3 separate regions of the Mus musculus genome follow, and all the other regions are linked to region 2. Evidence: chromatin contacts called from public HiChIP or PLAC-seq data. All regions are on one chromosome and are shown on one strand. Each heading gives the region's core, a stretch centred on a gene start, on an enhancer-like site or on the middle of the called end of the contact. The rest is flanking DNA. Distances are from core to core; before and after follow the strand shown.

Region 1 (4,470 bases), core at 936-3,435, 670 kb after region 2:
GCTGCAGAGCAAAGACTTGTCAGGTTTGTGGCCACGCGGCTCATTATATCGGGGACATGGGCTCCCTGCCCCCACCTTCTCTGATCTCTCTGAAGCAGAGAGGGTAGCTGAGCCACCTTGTCACTTCCATCCTTTGTTCAAGAAGGTAGAGTGGAGCTGATGGTGACAGTCCATCTCCATCTATAGGTCCTGGGTCCTACACAGAGTGACCAGTGGGAAGGCTGTGAGAGAACTCAGGGTTACCAGACAACTACAGCAGTGAGGGGCATATGCCTTCAGGAGTCGGGCAGGCACAGCCCATACAGTAACATGGCTGGGCTGGATGGCACTCATGCTCAAGTCCCTTGTCAAAAAGGTGAGCAGCGGGCCAGATCCAAATTCTCTAAACTGTGGGTCACATCCACTAGTAGCACAGATAGATAATTTAGTGGACCAAGGCATCATTTTAAAGACCAAGAACAGGAGCTGGAAAGACAGTGCAGTGGTTAAAAGCATTTATTACGCTAACAGAGGACAGACATTGGGTTCCCAGCACCCACATGGTGGCCCACAACCATTTGTAGCTCCAGTTCCTGGGGATCCAAAACTCTTCTGACCGCCAAAGGCTCCTACTTGAATGTCACACACACACACACACACACACACACACACACACACACACACACACACACACATAATTACATATTTAAAAATAAATAAAAATGGCTCAGTGGATAAAAGCTAACCATGCAAACATAAGGACTAGAGTTTGCATCCCCCAAACCCACATAATAGCCAAGCAAGCATGGTAGCCATCTGTAATCCTGCCACTCAGGAGGCAGAGATCGGGCAGGGGGTTCCTCAGGACAAGGCTAACTAGACCAGTTGGAACTGAAGAACTTTGGATTAAGTGAGAGACCCAGTGCCAATATATAAAGTAGGGAACAATCAAGGAAGCCCATAAATGCTAACGTCAGTCCTCATGTGCATGTGCACAGAAACATACACACATTCAAGCATGCACATGCGCACATCACTATACAGAGAGAGAGACAGAGACAGAGACACAGAGAGAGACTAGAGTAGAATAAAAGCTAGAAGATTAAAATAGAGTAGACTCACATGCATTTCCTGAACTGAAGACAAGTGCAGTCTCCTTAAATTTTGTTCAATTATGCACGCATAACATATAAATGAGTGTTGTACAACACAAAAGGTTTCTCGGGTTGTAGGTTCACAACCCACAAGTGACAAGGATGGGGCTGGCTACTCCAACCATTCCAGGGATCTCGGTTAAAGAGGACTCTAGAGGAAGTTAAAGTAGAGGAAGGCTCAGGTGTCTTCAGGAAATTTCCAGATTTGTTGCAGTAAGAGGTAAGCAAAGCAGTCGCTTAGGGCCAAGGGTTCCCACCTGCCCTTCCTGGCCCAGTCCTTTAAGCATCTGTGAACTGGGTTGTCTGGGCAGGAAATGAGGTGCCTCTGCTGGCATCTTGGGTGCAGGCCTCCTTGCTCCCTGCTTGAGAGCCAAGCCACACTAAATGAGGGATGCTGGGATACAAGGACTCTGCTAGTTCTGTGTACATGCGAAGGAATAGACATCAGTGTAGGATATTGCACAGAAGCACACAGCAGATCCCATCACAATCATGTAACACCTACATCTAACCCAACAACAACAACAGCAACAGCAATCTATCCTGGTGTGTCAAGAACTGCAGAATCCCTTAACTTCCAGGGACCATTCACAGAAAACACCATTCACTGACCCCTGCCTCGCACGTGACAGTTTACACTGCACTTTCCTGTACATCTTATACACTCATCGCTGTAGGGTCCTCCTCCCAGCTCCCAAGTCACAGTTGAGAAAACAGAAGCCCAGAGATGCCCAGCAGCCTGCTCAGGGACGTGCAGCTAACAAGAAGATTAGCTAAGAGGCCACTCAGCCTGCCTGAGCTCAGCCCCACCCACCTCCGCCCTATTTATTAAACCACGCCTCCCTGAACAGTTTGGGATCTGACAAGCGTAGTCATTTTGGAAAAAAATCCCCTGCCAAGCCAAGTCAAATTTGACAGAGTTCAATAAGGGCTTTATATTCTCTCTTTGCTATTAAATCATACTTTCTTTTAAAAAGCTTGAAGCTACACAATTCACTACTGAAGCAGCCTGTTCCAGACGCTGGTAAGGTCAAGACTGGTTTCCACCCTCAAAGTGTGCCTGGCCCCACCCCCGCCCCGCCCCCTGCTACCCCAGTGAGGCTGTATGGGCCCTGAAGACAATTATCTGCCCTGAAAGCCGGCCCCTCTCCAGACAAAGGCACTCCCCCACTCACATTTATCAGTTTTATTCCCTTAATGATTCAAACTTGTGCTGCGATGTGCAGCTCAGAACGGAGGGTTTCATGGATTTAACAGTTTTATTAATTTAGGAGGTTTCCACTGAGCGCCAGAATGGCTCAGTGTGACAAAGAAGGTATCATAAATGAATTGATTTGTCACGTATCAGAATGTGATCCAGCAGAGATTTCATTATTGGAGTTATTTTCCTCCAATTATCTGCAAACTTAAAATGCTAAAGAGCACCCCCCTCCACCCCCACCCCCAGCAGCAGCCGGCCTGGATCATTTGAGCAGGAAATAAATGGAAATCAATGGCCCAAATTTGCTGCCACATGCAAAGGCCGCCCAGCCTCCCTCCTCCCTCTGTGTAGCCACTTGGGGAAAACAAAGCCAGGGCACAGAGGCCACAAAGGCCACCTGCAGCCTTGAGGCATGCTGTGCCTGTGGGACTGAGTCTTATCCCAGGGCCCTGGCCCCAGATGACCAAAGAACAGCGCTAGGCAGCAGCCTGCCTGGCAACACCAGCAACCGAGCACAGGGTGGGGGCTGGGGGTGACTATGGAATGAATGAGTGCTGAGCAGGGAGCCTGGATCATCCCAGACACTCAGAAACTGTCACACCACATCAAATGTGGGTTCGCTTGCACTCCCAGGCCACCAGATGCTGTTAGCCTCGGCCTGGGGATCCCCACTCACCCCAGCCCTCTCCTCTACTGTCCAGTCTTTCACTGCAGGCTGGTCCCTCCTCCCCTTGGGTCCCTGCTTCCTCTCTGGCCCAGGTTCCAAGCCAGCCTTTCCTATTCCTGCCCACTGAATCTCCTATCTACCCCACACAGCCCCTCCTCCCGTGCCTCAGTTTCCTTATCACCAAGAGGATCATGGGAACAAACTCTAGCTCCCTGCTCAGGGCATTTGTATACAACACACCAGTCCTTCTTTGCCACTAAATTTGAGGTTGTGCCAGGCACCCATGAAGATCATGGAGAAAGGTGGAAACCACTTGCCTTCAGGGAGCAAGCCCCCTTTCATAAACACACAGAGATGAACCTGGGACTCAAAGCCTGACATTCGGCCTAAAGAATAGGACTCCAGGTTGACAGGGCTAGCTAGCTGCAAGGGAGAGACACCTAGCCAGCACCTCTAACATGAGAATTTTTTCACCTACCCCTTTGGAAAAGACACTAAGCCTGTTATAACCAGCTCAGTGTCCAGGGGAGGACAGCAAGAGCCACTTACTGTGTGTGACACCTTTTCTAGGTGCTAGAACAGCTTGGGCCCTTCTCATTTCTTCCTGAGGATATTTTTTTGCAAATGGAAGGGAGAAAGGTCCCAAAATAAGAAATGAGCTGTGTAAGGTCACACTGCCCAACCTAGCCCAGGTCCATGTGACCGGAGAACACTTGCAAAGATGTCGTCCCCCTGCCATCCCCAACTGCACTGGCTTCCATCCCGGTTAGTGGCAACTGTCATCTATCTGGTAGAGAATTCAAAGGCTGAAATCAAGGCCAAGAGGAAACAGAGCAGCGCCAGTCCCCAGGTGAGGGGCAGGTAGGGACAGGTAGGCCAGATCCCACTTGGTCCCTTGTTCCTGGAGTATCTTCATCTGTCCCGAGAGCAGAGGCAGAAAGCACATGGAAGACTGGAAAGCTCCCTGCCTAAGATGCTGTGTGTGTGTATGTGTGTGTGTGTGTGGGGGGGGTGTTGGGGAGGCAAGGACAGGCCTTGGGTCACACATGTTGTGCATTCAGGAAGCACACTTGGGCCTCTTTCTGTCCTCAAGTGGGGCTCTGCATTTAGACCCTTCCAAGTTACTCACACCCCTAGAGGGCAGAGGCAGTGCCCACCCATGTTTGTCAGCAAACACACTGGCAAGGCTGAGCATACTCAGCTGCCCTACACTGTACCTTCCCTCACAGGAGCCTCTCAAAGAACCAGGGGCTGGGTTCCGGTGATGAGGAGAACCCCGCTCTACAGCAAACCATAACCCCCCCCCCTCCCAGCTCGACAGATAAGCTCCTTGCACACAGATGTTAGTTATACTCTGACACAGCCATGTGTACACACTGGCCAGGTCCTGTGTTCACACAGATCAGGTCTCTCCTCCTCCCCATCTCCTTCTCTCTGCTTGCCTTTCCAGCTCCAGAAAGCCCAAGAGC
Region 2 (4,565 bases), core at 1,793-4,292:
ATTTAAATTTGTTCCTTGGAAGATTGGTCAATTATCCTAAAGCCACAATTTACAGAATAGTTCATAATGTTCCAAAATGATGAATTTTTTAAAAAATCTCATATGTATGTACAATGTATCTAAATCATACCCTGCCTCTACTCCCAGACATTCCACTCTAACACATATCCCTTCCAACTTCATATCTTTCTGTTGTTGTTTTGGATAACTCATCTTAAAAATATGTTGACATTTCAAATATACTGAGTTCGTTTCATCTCTTTGCCTATTACTTCCGTTGTAACTCTTAGACTATTTTGATTATTTTAGTTTTGGAATGCATCTGAATACATGCAGAGCAGATATCTCTTCTGCTGTCATCCTTCCTCCTGAAGACTTACAAGTGGCCAATTTTTGTAAAAGAATTTTGGGATAATACCATGTGTGTAGTTTTCTTTCAACTTTATCTAGAACAGTGGTTCTCAACCTTCCTAACCTTTAATATAGTTCCTCAGGTTATGGTGACCCTGACCATGAAGTTATTTGTGTTGATACATCATAACCTTAGTTTTGTTATTGTTATGAATTGTAACGTAAATAGCTGTGTTTCCCAATGGTTTTAGGTGGTCCCCGTGAAAAGGTCCTTTAACCCTGTAATGGCTATTCCTGGTTGTCAACCTGAGTATATATAGGATGAACTACAATCCAGAATTGGAGGGCTCATCTGTGATCCAGATCTTGAGGCTGGGAGATAAAAGTTTCTGACCTGGATCTGGGAGCTCTTGGATCTATGCCTCAAGATCATGGAGATCTTGAGGCATAGTGGCCATGAAAAGCTTAGGCCCAGGTGAGGTAGTACATGCCTGTAATCCCAGGAGACTGAGGCAGGGAGATCTCTGAGTTCAAGGTCAGCCTGGGACAAAACAAGTCCCAGGTCCCAGTGTGGTGGTACACACTTTTAATCTGGGCCATACCTTCTTCTGGAGACCTACATAAGGACTTTGGAAGAAGGAGGACTTGTTATTTTTCACCTGCTTGCACTTACTTGCCAACACATCTATTGGAATCTACTTCTACTGAAGACCAGCTGAAATAACTAGCCTCATGGGACTGAGCAACTAGTAGATTCTTGGACTTCCCATTCACAGCTGATCATTGTTGGGGAGTTGAACTACATACTATAAGTCATCATAACAAATTCCCTTGCTATATATAGACTATCTATAAGTTCTGTGACTCTAGAGAACCCTGACTAATACAGACCTCCTAAGGGGTCATGGCACACAGGTTGAGAACCATTGCTTGGAGCTTCTGCTATGTAGCAAATCTGTTTTTCACAGATGGCCAAAGGACACAGAATTAGAAACTACCAACACACGGGTGGTAGGACTTCACAAGCTGCTGCCGATCCATACATCTTTCCACATTGCCACCCTCTGACTGGAGGAAAGGGTGGTTACTCTGCAGACCACAAACACAGCTCAGAGAATTTTCCTCCAAGCTTTTATATACTCATATTGGGAAACGAACTGAGATGAAGTCCTATCCACAACCTCTCTAGGACTAATTTTGGAATCTGGATTTCATGTAGGAATCCTGGGTCCTGGTATGTTTGAATCAATTTTAACAGAGGCTCTAGGAAGATTGTCCTGGGAGTGAAAAGTAGGTAATACTGCTGTGATGACAATCAAATTCTAATGTCTTGGAGCAAGCAAGATGGCTCGTTGGGTAAAGGTACTTGCTGCCAAGACTTATGACCTGAGTTGACCATGATGGAAGGAGAGAACTACTTTTCTAATATTGTCCTCTGACCTCCACACACATACTCTGGCATGTACACCCACCCCTACCCACACCCCACCCTGACACATATCATCACCTCCCATACAAAATAGTTGCAATTAAAAATTTAAAAATATTCAACCTGAGTCTTGGAGAGAACAAACCATGTTCTAGGCCATGTCCCAGGGACACACAGCTGGCCTCCTCGACAAACTTTGACTTCTAATTGTTAGTCCTCCTTGGCCCTGCTGAAGGCTAATGTTCCTATCCATTCTCCTGTCTGGCCCTGTCCTGTCCTGTCCCCCTCCCTCTGAGGCTGGTGGCTGGCTCTCAAGTTATACCTGAATCTGTTCTCTGTTCTATTCAAACTCTTCCCAGTCTGGCCATCTGAGCTCTATAATAGCACCCTATGAACAAAGCTATGCAAATAAAGAGACGTGGGCTCTTGGGGTGAAGTTTCTCCTGCTCTCCAAGACACTCTCTTCCTTCTGGTAAATCTCCCTTATTGGAAAGATATAGAATGTTGTTTACTTCTTGACACGAGGAAGAAAACAGAATGAAATGTCTCCAAGGGGCCAGGGATTGTACAGCTCACCTTATCTGACCCTTGGAGGAAGAATGCCTGCATCTACCTTACAGAAAAGGAACTGAGGTTATAGAGTTCACAGAACTTATGCTAAGTCAGGCCGAAGACTCAAGTCCACAGACATGACACTATCATCCTCTCTGTGTGGGTACCCTGCTTTGGGTATGTAGCTGTGTTCCTATGGCAAGGATGTGAACAGATCTGATCTGAAGACCACTGTTTTCCTTCCAGCCTCTGTCCATTGCAGACATAGTACACAGATTTTGGAGGCTGTAAAGTTGGGTTTGCCCAGAAACACACCAGAGAGGCAGGTATGCAGGCAGCCTAAGATGGACCAGAAGGGTAAGGCTTTCGTCTGGACTAGAAGGGTAAGGCCTCCTTTGCTTCTTTTTTCTTCTCCCCTTGGCTCAAAGAAGTATGGCTTGGGTTTTGCAAAGCCAAGCTGAGGACTTTTGCCAGCCTTCAGGCTGCTTAGCCCCATTCAGATGCATCAAACTCACAGAACATCTCTCCCCAGCTGCAGGCTTATGGAATAGGAAAACCACTCATTTCCCTTCGAGAGAGAGAGGGAGAGGGGCGCCCAAAGCAGATATTTCAATATATTCCAATTTAGCCAAGGGAAGCCAGAACATGGATGTTGTTGCCAAGGAAACCACCTCCTTCCTCCCAGTGTGCTGTGCATACGTGTATCACTCCATCTCTTGGCTCTCCAAGGTAATATCATAGCCCTGTGCTTGGGGGAGGGTTTTTAAAAAGGCATATAAAACCTCTTAGCATTGAGAAGATTCATTAAATGACCTCACTCCAGAGAAGCTTAAATTATTCTTTTTAGAGCTTTTTATGCTAGAGACAGGGAAATGGCTGAGTCAGTCCTATCTCTTGTAATCCCAGCTCAGTGTGGGTGGAAAGGATTTTTCAGAAACAAACAAATCAGTGTAGGGAAGTGCACACACACACACGTGTGTGTGTGTGTGTGTGTGTGTGTGTGTGTGTGTGATAATAAGAAAGCTGATTTATAGCTTCAATGTCACCAGCTAATTCATCCGAGAAGATCTGCTAAGACCACCTTGATCCACAGCCCTCCTGGGTGGGAGAATACACTTCACGGAGCTGGCCTCAAAGCTGAGAGAGGGGGCAGCTTTGCAAGGCCACCTGTCAAAGAATCCAAGAACTGCATGGGGATTTCTGTTGTTCAATCTACCGAGCCTTGGGCTTTTATTTTATTTTATTTTGTCCCTGGCTGGTGTCTGGTCTGAATCTCCTCTCACCTTCTCAGTCATGCCTGCCCTGTGGTCTGTGGTCTGCTGTTAACGTTACTCCAACACCACCACCACCACCAGGCCAACCCAACGCCAACTCCATTCTCCCCTCTCATCACAGAGCTCCGAAGCTGCTCAGCATCCTTTCTGCCCTTCCGAGCTTCTGGTGCTGGGACAACCCCTGCCCACTGGACATATAGATAAATATTGGGGTTCCTCTTTCAGTTAGTGACATAAGCTTAGGATTTTGTTTTACATGTGAGAGAGGGTCCTGGGGGCAATTTTGGATGTGATAGCATAGAAGATGAACATTTGCATCTGGAGGGCCTCAGAGACCCAGATGTTGCCACCCAGGACACCCCTACAGCTCGTAGTTATTCACCCCTAAACCCAACAGTGTCAAAGCTGAGAGACACTGGCTTCTTCCCATCCACTTTGTTCACTCGTTTAAAAAATGACTTATTTTATTTCATGTGTATGCATGTGTGTCTGGTTGCATGTATGCGTGTTACATGCAAGCAGGTGTCTGTGGAGGTCAGGAGAGGGTGTTGGATCCCCTGGAGCTGGAGTTACAGGAGGTTGTGAGCCACTGATGTATGGGCTGGGAACCAAGCCTGGGTCCTTGGCAAAGGCAAGCAAGTGTTCTCAACTGTTCTCCCTTCTCTCAGTCTACTTACGCTGCACCAGCCTGTCAGCCCACGTCTAGAGACAAAAACTGAACAAGATGGATACCATTTTGCCGTTTTCTCGTTAGAGCCCATAATTAGGACTGGGACAGTCATCTGTTTTGGTCCTGGCTGGCCCAGTGCTGAGATCTTCTTACAGCTTATGGTGACTCATCCTAGCTCGTGGGTGGAGTAAGGGCCCTTTGCAGCCACCCTTCCAAGCCTGGCTACAGGACTTGGTGTGGATACCCCATGGCTTCCTCCCTGTGTAAGGCACAGGCCCTCTTAGTGTAA
Region 3 (4,884 bases), core at 1,457-3,956, 820 kb after region 2:
TGTGGCTGAAGCTGCTGGAGGAGTGACATCCTGAGTCTCCGTGCAGCCCAGCCTGCACACACTGCCTAGCAGGACCTGTGAAATGAAAACATGTGTTTCCTGCTGGAGGCCGACACGGGGCTGGGCTCCATGCGGCCTTGGTAAGCTGGCCCGCTCTCAGGAAGCCCTGCACCACCCCCACCCCACCCCACCCCCCAAAGCAGTGCCACAAAAACAGTGGAAAAGTGAGCCTGCTCCAAGGCTGTTTCCACTGTAAACAGTGGCTCTTCAGCTGGTCCCCAGCCTCCTGAGTCAGGGCCAGACTCCTCCACCCTGCCTGAGAAGTACCTCAGCTGCCCTCCAGCCCGACAGTGGCCCACTCATAGAAGAAGCTCTCTGAGCCTTACTTGCACTTTAGATATAATCTGTCAAGACCCCTTTGTCTTCATGCACAGCCTGTGAAGTGAGAAGGCAAGTTCAGGAAGCACATCGGCACACAGAGAAGGACAGAGCATGACCAGTGTCACACAGTAAAGACAAGGCTGACACAGTCTTCTTCTGGGACTGCGGGTCTCAGAGAAAGATTCTGAGTGGTGTTCACTGTCTGATGCAACCTGGGTTTCTTTGAGTTTGTGCCATAAACTCAGGAAGGCAGCAGCATTTAGTGGGAGCCACATCTTCGTTGCCGATTTTAATAATGTCCTGTTTTCCTTAGTAACGCGTGTTACTTGTGGCCAGCCTGACAGTCACAGAAGTGGAAGGAGAAAAACAGAACTGCCCTGACTCTGCCCAAGGGTTCCTTCTTGCCTTGCACTGGGCTCCCCGCCTCCCCCCCACCCCCTACCCCGCCTTGTCACTTCCTAAGATCCTTTCATCTGTTGATCGTACGTCATGAGCAGATTTTGAGGGTCACTGTTTTTAAAAACCAGGGTTCTTCATGGCCCCAAGGAGAGAATGAGAGTACGTGACAGTTAGTTTTCTCCTGCCCACACTTGCTAGGATGGGTGCTACCAAGGATGCCATGAGGAGGTGCCCACCCTACAAGGAAGCTTCTAGAGAAGGTGGATTTACATGGGCCTGGGAGCTAGGTACCAAGAGGCTCAGTTTTGTAGTTTGACATAGGTTGCCTGTGGTTCACCCTGAAGCCAACTCAGCTGTGCCCAAGCTCTTTCTGTTAACTGCAAACATGACAATGCCTTCCTCCATTCACTTGGTCCAGATGTCAGTATCGAGTGCCTTCTGTATCTGTGTGCAAATGGTTAGGAAAGCCAAAAAAAAATAAAAAAGGCCTCAGGCCCCCACCTTCCCCTCCTGTCACCCGCTATGCCCCAGAAACCCAGCCAGGTCCCTCTTTGGAACCCTCACCAAGTCAGATCTGGAGGCCAGCTGGGCTGTGGGGGCAGCAGAGGTTCCAGGAGGAGCTATCTCCGGTCCCCTCCATCCGCCGACGTCCTTGGTGGCCCTGAGACAGCTTTATGGAGGACAGATTGAGGCTGTCTCCCTCCTGGCAGGTTTATTTCTTCATCTTTCAAACCCTGCTCTGATTTTTTCCACCTTGGCCTTCCCACCCCCACTGGCTGCCTGGCAAGCTTCCTCTCCCTCCCCGTCATCTGTCAGCCTGGCGAGGCAGAGGGCCACTGGCCTCCCAGGTGATTGACTTATGGGAGAGGCAGGCCAGGCTCTGCAGGAGTCCTTTTGGCTTCCTGCCTGGGAGAAGACTGGGGAGACTGGTAGGGTGGCCACTGTGAGCCATGAGGCCCCAGTGTGTCTCCACTCCATTTAGACAGCCCTGCCTGCTGGCCAGGCCACCCCTGCTCAGGCCTCAGTTTCCCTTCCGGAAGGAAAGGCATGCCCAGAGCTAGCAGAAGGCAAGATGGTCAGAGCAGCCGACTTCTGCCTCATTATGGAACACTTCCTAAACGATGCTGTCACTGAGCTGGAGATCAGAGATACATGGAGGAAGAAGAGAAGGGAGATACACATTTATAAAGAGCCTACTGCGTGCAGCTACCACCACCCCTGCCCCCAACAGCAACCTAAAGAGATAGTCATTGGTAGCAACAGGTCAGAATTATTTTGACAGGTCGGCAGGCTTTACTTATTTGCTGTTAGTTATTTTCTTTTCTTTCTTTTTTTTTAAAGATTTATTTATTTCATGTATGTAAGTATACCTTACTTACAAGTACACCGTCGTACACAAGTATAAGTAGTTACAAGTACACTTACAAGTACACCGTCGCTGCCTTCAGACACGCCAGAAGAAAGCATCAGATCCCATTACAGATGGTTGTGAGCTCCCATGTGGTTGCTGGGATTTGAACTCAGGACCTCTGGAAGAGCAGTCAGTACTCTTAACCTCTGAGCCATCTCTCCAGCCCAGTTATTTTTCTTAAAGACAGTCTTGTTATGCAAATCAATCTGGACTTGGAGGCAGTATGTAACCCAGGATAGCCTGCAGCTCTTAGCTGTCCTATTGTCTCAGTGTCTGAGTGCATGGATAACAGGTCTGTATGGCTTGCCAGCCTTGGCTGTGTGTTTGTAGAAGCAAGGGATTCCGGACCCCTGGGTCCTATAGATGGTTAGGCAATGAGGTAGAACTCAAAAAGAACTAGGGGAACTTGATTGTACCAAAGAGAGACCAGAGACACAAGCTAGAAGTAGAGCCCTGTTCTGCCCAGGTCCTGTATCCTACTCACTCTTTGTGGCATTGAGCCACTTCTGATCTGACTGTTGGCAAGAAGGACTTGCCATTCCAGCTGGCACTGCCCAGCCTGTGCTTGCCATGGTAGACTAAGAACTTGGTGGCTTCAAGGTTTATCTCTTTCTCACAAGCCCGTGTCTGACCCTCTGCTAGTCAGGCTCCACCTGCTGTCTCTTCCCCAGACAGGAAGGAGGGGCAAGAGGGAAACCCCCAACACACACACACACACATACACACACACACACACACACACACACACACACACACACACACACACACACACACACATCACCACCACCACCACGCTGCTCCTGCAGTCTAGCTCATGGGAATGAAAAACACATTGGCTTCATTATCCTCGGATTGAATGAGCAGGGTTGCTATGGCAACAGCCATCTCAGGCCAGCAAGGGGGCAGGGAAGGGGTTGGTGAGACCGAAGCAAGTGGGGACCGGGCAGCGGGTGAGCAGGCACATCGGGTGGGTAGGCCACGGGAACAATTGTCATTTCTACCACCCGCCTTCTTCTGAGGCCCCTGGCTTCCAATCAGCAATCTTGCATGAGGAGAGGCAGCAAGGATCATGAAAGCAGCAGCATCCTTCCCTAACTTGCCCCTCTTTCTTTCCTATTTATCCCTTTCATGGAAGGGTGCCAGGGTGGTGGCAGGCTCACACCCAGAGCCATTCACTGGGCCCACTTTCCAACAGAGACCAGCCCAGGAGCTCCACTAGCCTCCTGGATACATGACTGAAAGAAGTACCAGGGTACACTTGAGTTCCGGGGATAGGTTATGAAAATGCTCACACAGCTCCAAGTTTCTGTCCTGGGATGCTGGCTCTCCAGGTTAAGGCAGGTGATGGTGGCATTGTGGAGGCTTCTCAGGTGCAGCCCTGAACTAATCCATTTCCTGACTCTTACCCTGCCTGAGCCAAGCATCCTGACGCCCATAATGGGCTCTTCCCTACCTATGGCCTTGATTTACCTGCCCTTCTACCATGTCAACTTTAGTGAGAAACTGAGGCTTGCGACTCATCTAGGACCACTGCACATGTCCATGTGTTTGGGGGGAGGAGGCATGGGAGGTCAGGACAATACAGCCTGATAGGGAACATCATTTCTCCAAGCTAGGCACTTGGTAGCCATTGTGATTGGACAGAAGATCCCATGGTCTTGGGTCCAGTGCCAGCCTCCTCTAGGGCCTGTGACAGCTTTCTTACCAGTCCTGGTGGCAGGAGATAGAACCAACAGCAGCAAGTTGTGGGCTTTTGGGTGGCCTTTCCTGGTGGGGAAGAACCATTGTGAGTGATCTAGGCCTGAATTTTTTACTCTGAGCCCTAGTCAGGGATTGGGGTGGTGGGGATGGGACAGTTCTGTGGTTCCATCCACAAATGGTCATGTTACTTCTGAGGAGATGAGCCGTGAGGGGGTGGATGGCCTGGAGTTGCCCCACTCTTGTGGAATATGCAGAAGGGAAAGGCTGCCCAGAGGCCACTCATGGTTCCCAAGCAAGCTGTAGATCTATCCCAGAGGCTGTTCCCAAATACAGGCTCTGGAGCCCATCTAAGGGACCCCGGGGACAGGCTAGAATTCAGTGCACTTAGCTTTGCCCCAGGGGTCGGCCACCTTGCCCCAAGTCTGAGGCCTGAGCTACTCCCCCTAACGTCAGATCAAGGGTGGGAAGAGTTTGCTGACCCTCTCTGACCATCGTCCATCACCTGTCCTCTCCACACCCACAGGCCCTCATTCCCCCATGGCATCTTCCCCAGCTCCTGACCTCCCATGATTCCATGGGGCTGTGTATCCTGGGCCCTCCTCCTAGTCACCACCAGGGCTACAGCCTGGCTCCACACCCACAGGTCTTTGGAGGGCAGCTGCCGGGCAAGCCTGTCATTTTCCCAGCTGGGGATTATAGGTTTGGGGTTTAGGGCGTCTTGGAGAGGAGGAGCCAGAAACCTGGTGTAGTGCCAGAGAGAGACACCTCACAGGAAGAGGGGAGGGAGTGGGGCTGTTTGGGCCTGGCTGGGGATTCCTGCCACTTGACTGGGATCTGTGTGTGTGTGTGTGTGTGTGTGTGTGTGTGTGTGTGTGTGTGTGTGTGTCTGTCTGTGTCTGTCTGTGTCTCTCTTTCTCTATGTGTTTCTGTGTGTGTGTCTGTCTGTCTGTCTCTCTTTATGTGTCTGTGTGTCTGTCTGTCTGTCTGTGTCT

The links. HiChIP or PLAC-seq counts read pairs in DNA pulled down with a chosen protein or histone mark.
Region 1: an H3K4me3 HiChIP or PLAC-seq map of embryonic basal ganglia shows a contact between it and region 2, with 3 times the contacts expected there. The contact joins two enhancer-like sites. A contact is called at or near these places in 2 of 115 datasets of contacts at active chromatin or transcription factors (cardiomyocytes and embryonic basal ganglia).
Region 3: an H3K4me3 HiChIP or PLAC-seq map of embryonic basal ganglia shows a contact between it and region 2, with 4 times the contacts expected there. The contact joins two enhancer-like sites. A contact is called at or near these places in 1 of 15 datasets of contacts at CTCF or cohesin (the NIH/3T3 cell line), 2 of 484 Hi-C or Micro-C datasets (cerebral cortex and embryonic fibroblasts) and 1 of 115 datasets of contacts at active chromatin or transcription factors (embryonic basal ganglia).

The regions. Positions count from the first base shown.
Region 1 is chr14:25,395,181-25,399,650 of GRCm38.p6, forward strand. All of the region lies in intron 1 of Zmiz1os1 (a long non-coding RNA gene), which reads right to left. Among named protein-coding and RNA genes, the nearest start is that of Gm32645, 4.3 kb to the right of the region's middle. Within about 2 kb of position 2,186, at least 118 of the 459 cell types and tissues checked have an H3K27ac peak or open chromatin away from gene starts, as enhancers often do. A contact at or near this core is called in embryonic basal ganglia, where this site is marked.
Region 2 is chr14:24,729,104-24,733,668 of GRCm38.p6, forward strand. The region is part of intron 1 of Gm31775 (a long non-coding RNA gene); the gene reads left to right. Among named protein-coding and RNA genes, the nearest start is that of Gm31838, 50 kb to the right of the region's middle. Within about 2 kb of position 3,043, at least 34 of the 459 cell types and tissues checked have an H3K27ac peak or open chromatin away from gene starts, as enhancers often do. A contact at or near this core is called in cerebral cortex and embryonic basal ganglia, where this site is marked.
Region 3 is chr14:25,547,330-25,552,213 of GRCm38.p6, forward strand. The region is part of intron 3 of Zmiz1 (zinc finger, MIZ-type containing 1); the gene reads left to right. Among named protein-coding and RNA genes, the nearest start is that of Mir3075, 15 kb to the left of the region's middle. Within about 2 kb of position 2,707, at least 61 of the 459 cell types and tissues checked have an H3K27ac peak or open chromatin away from gene starts, as enhancers often do. A contact at or near this core is called in cerebral cortex and embryonic basal ganglia, where this site is marked.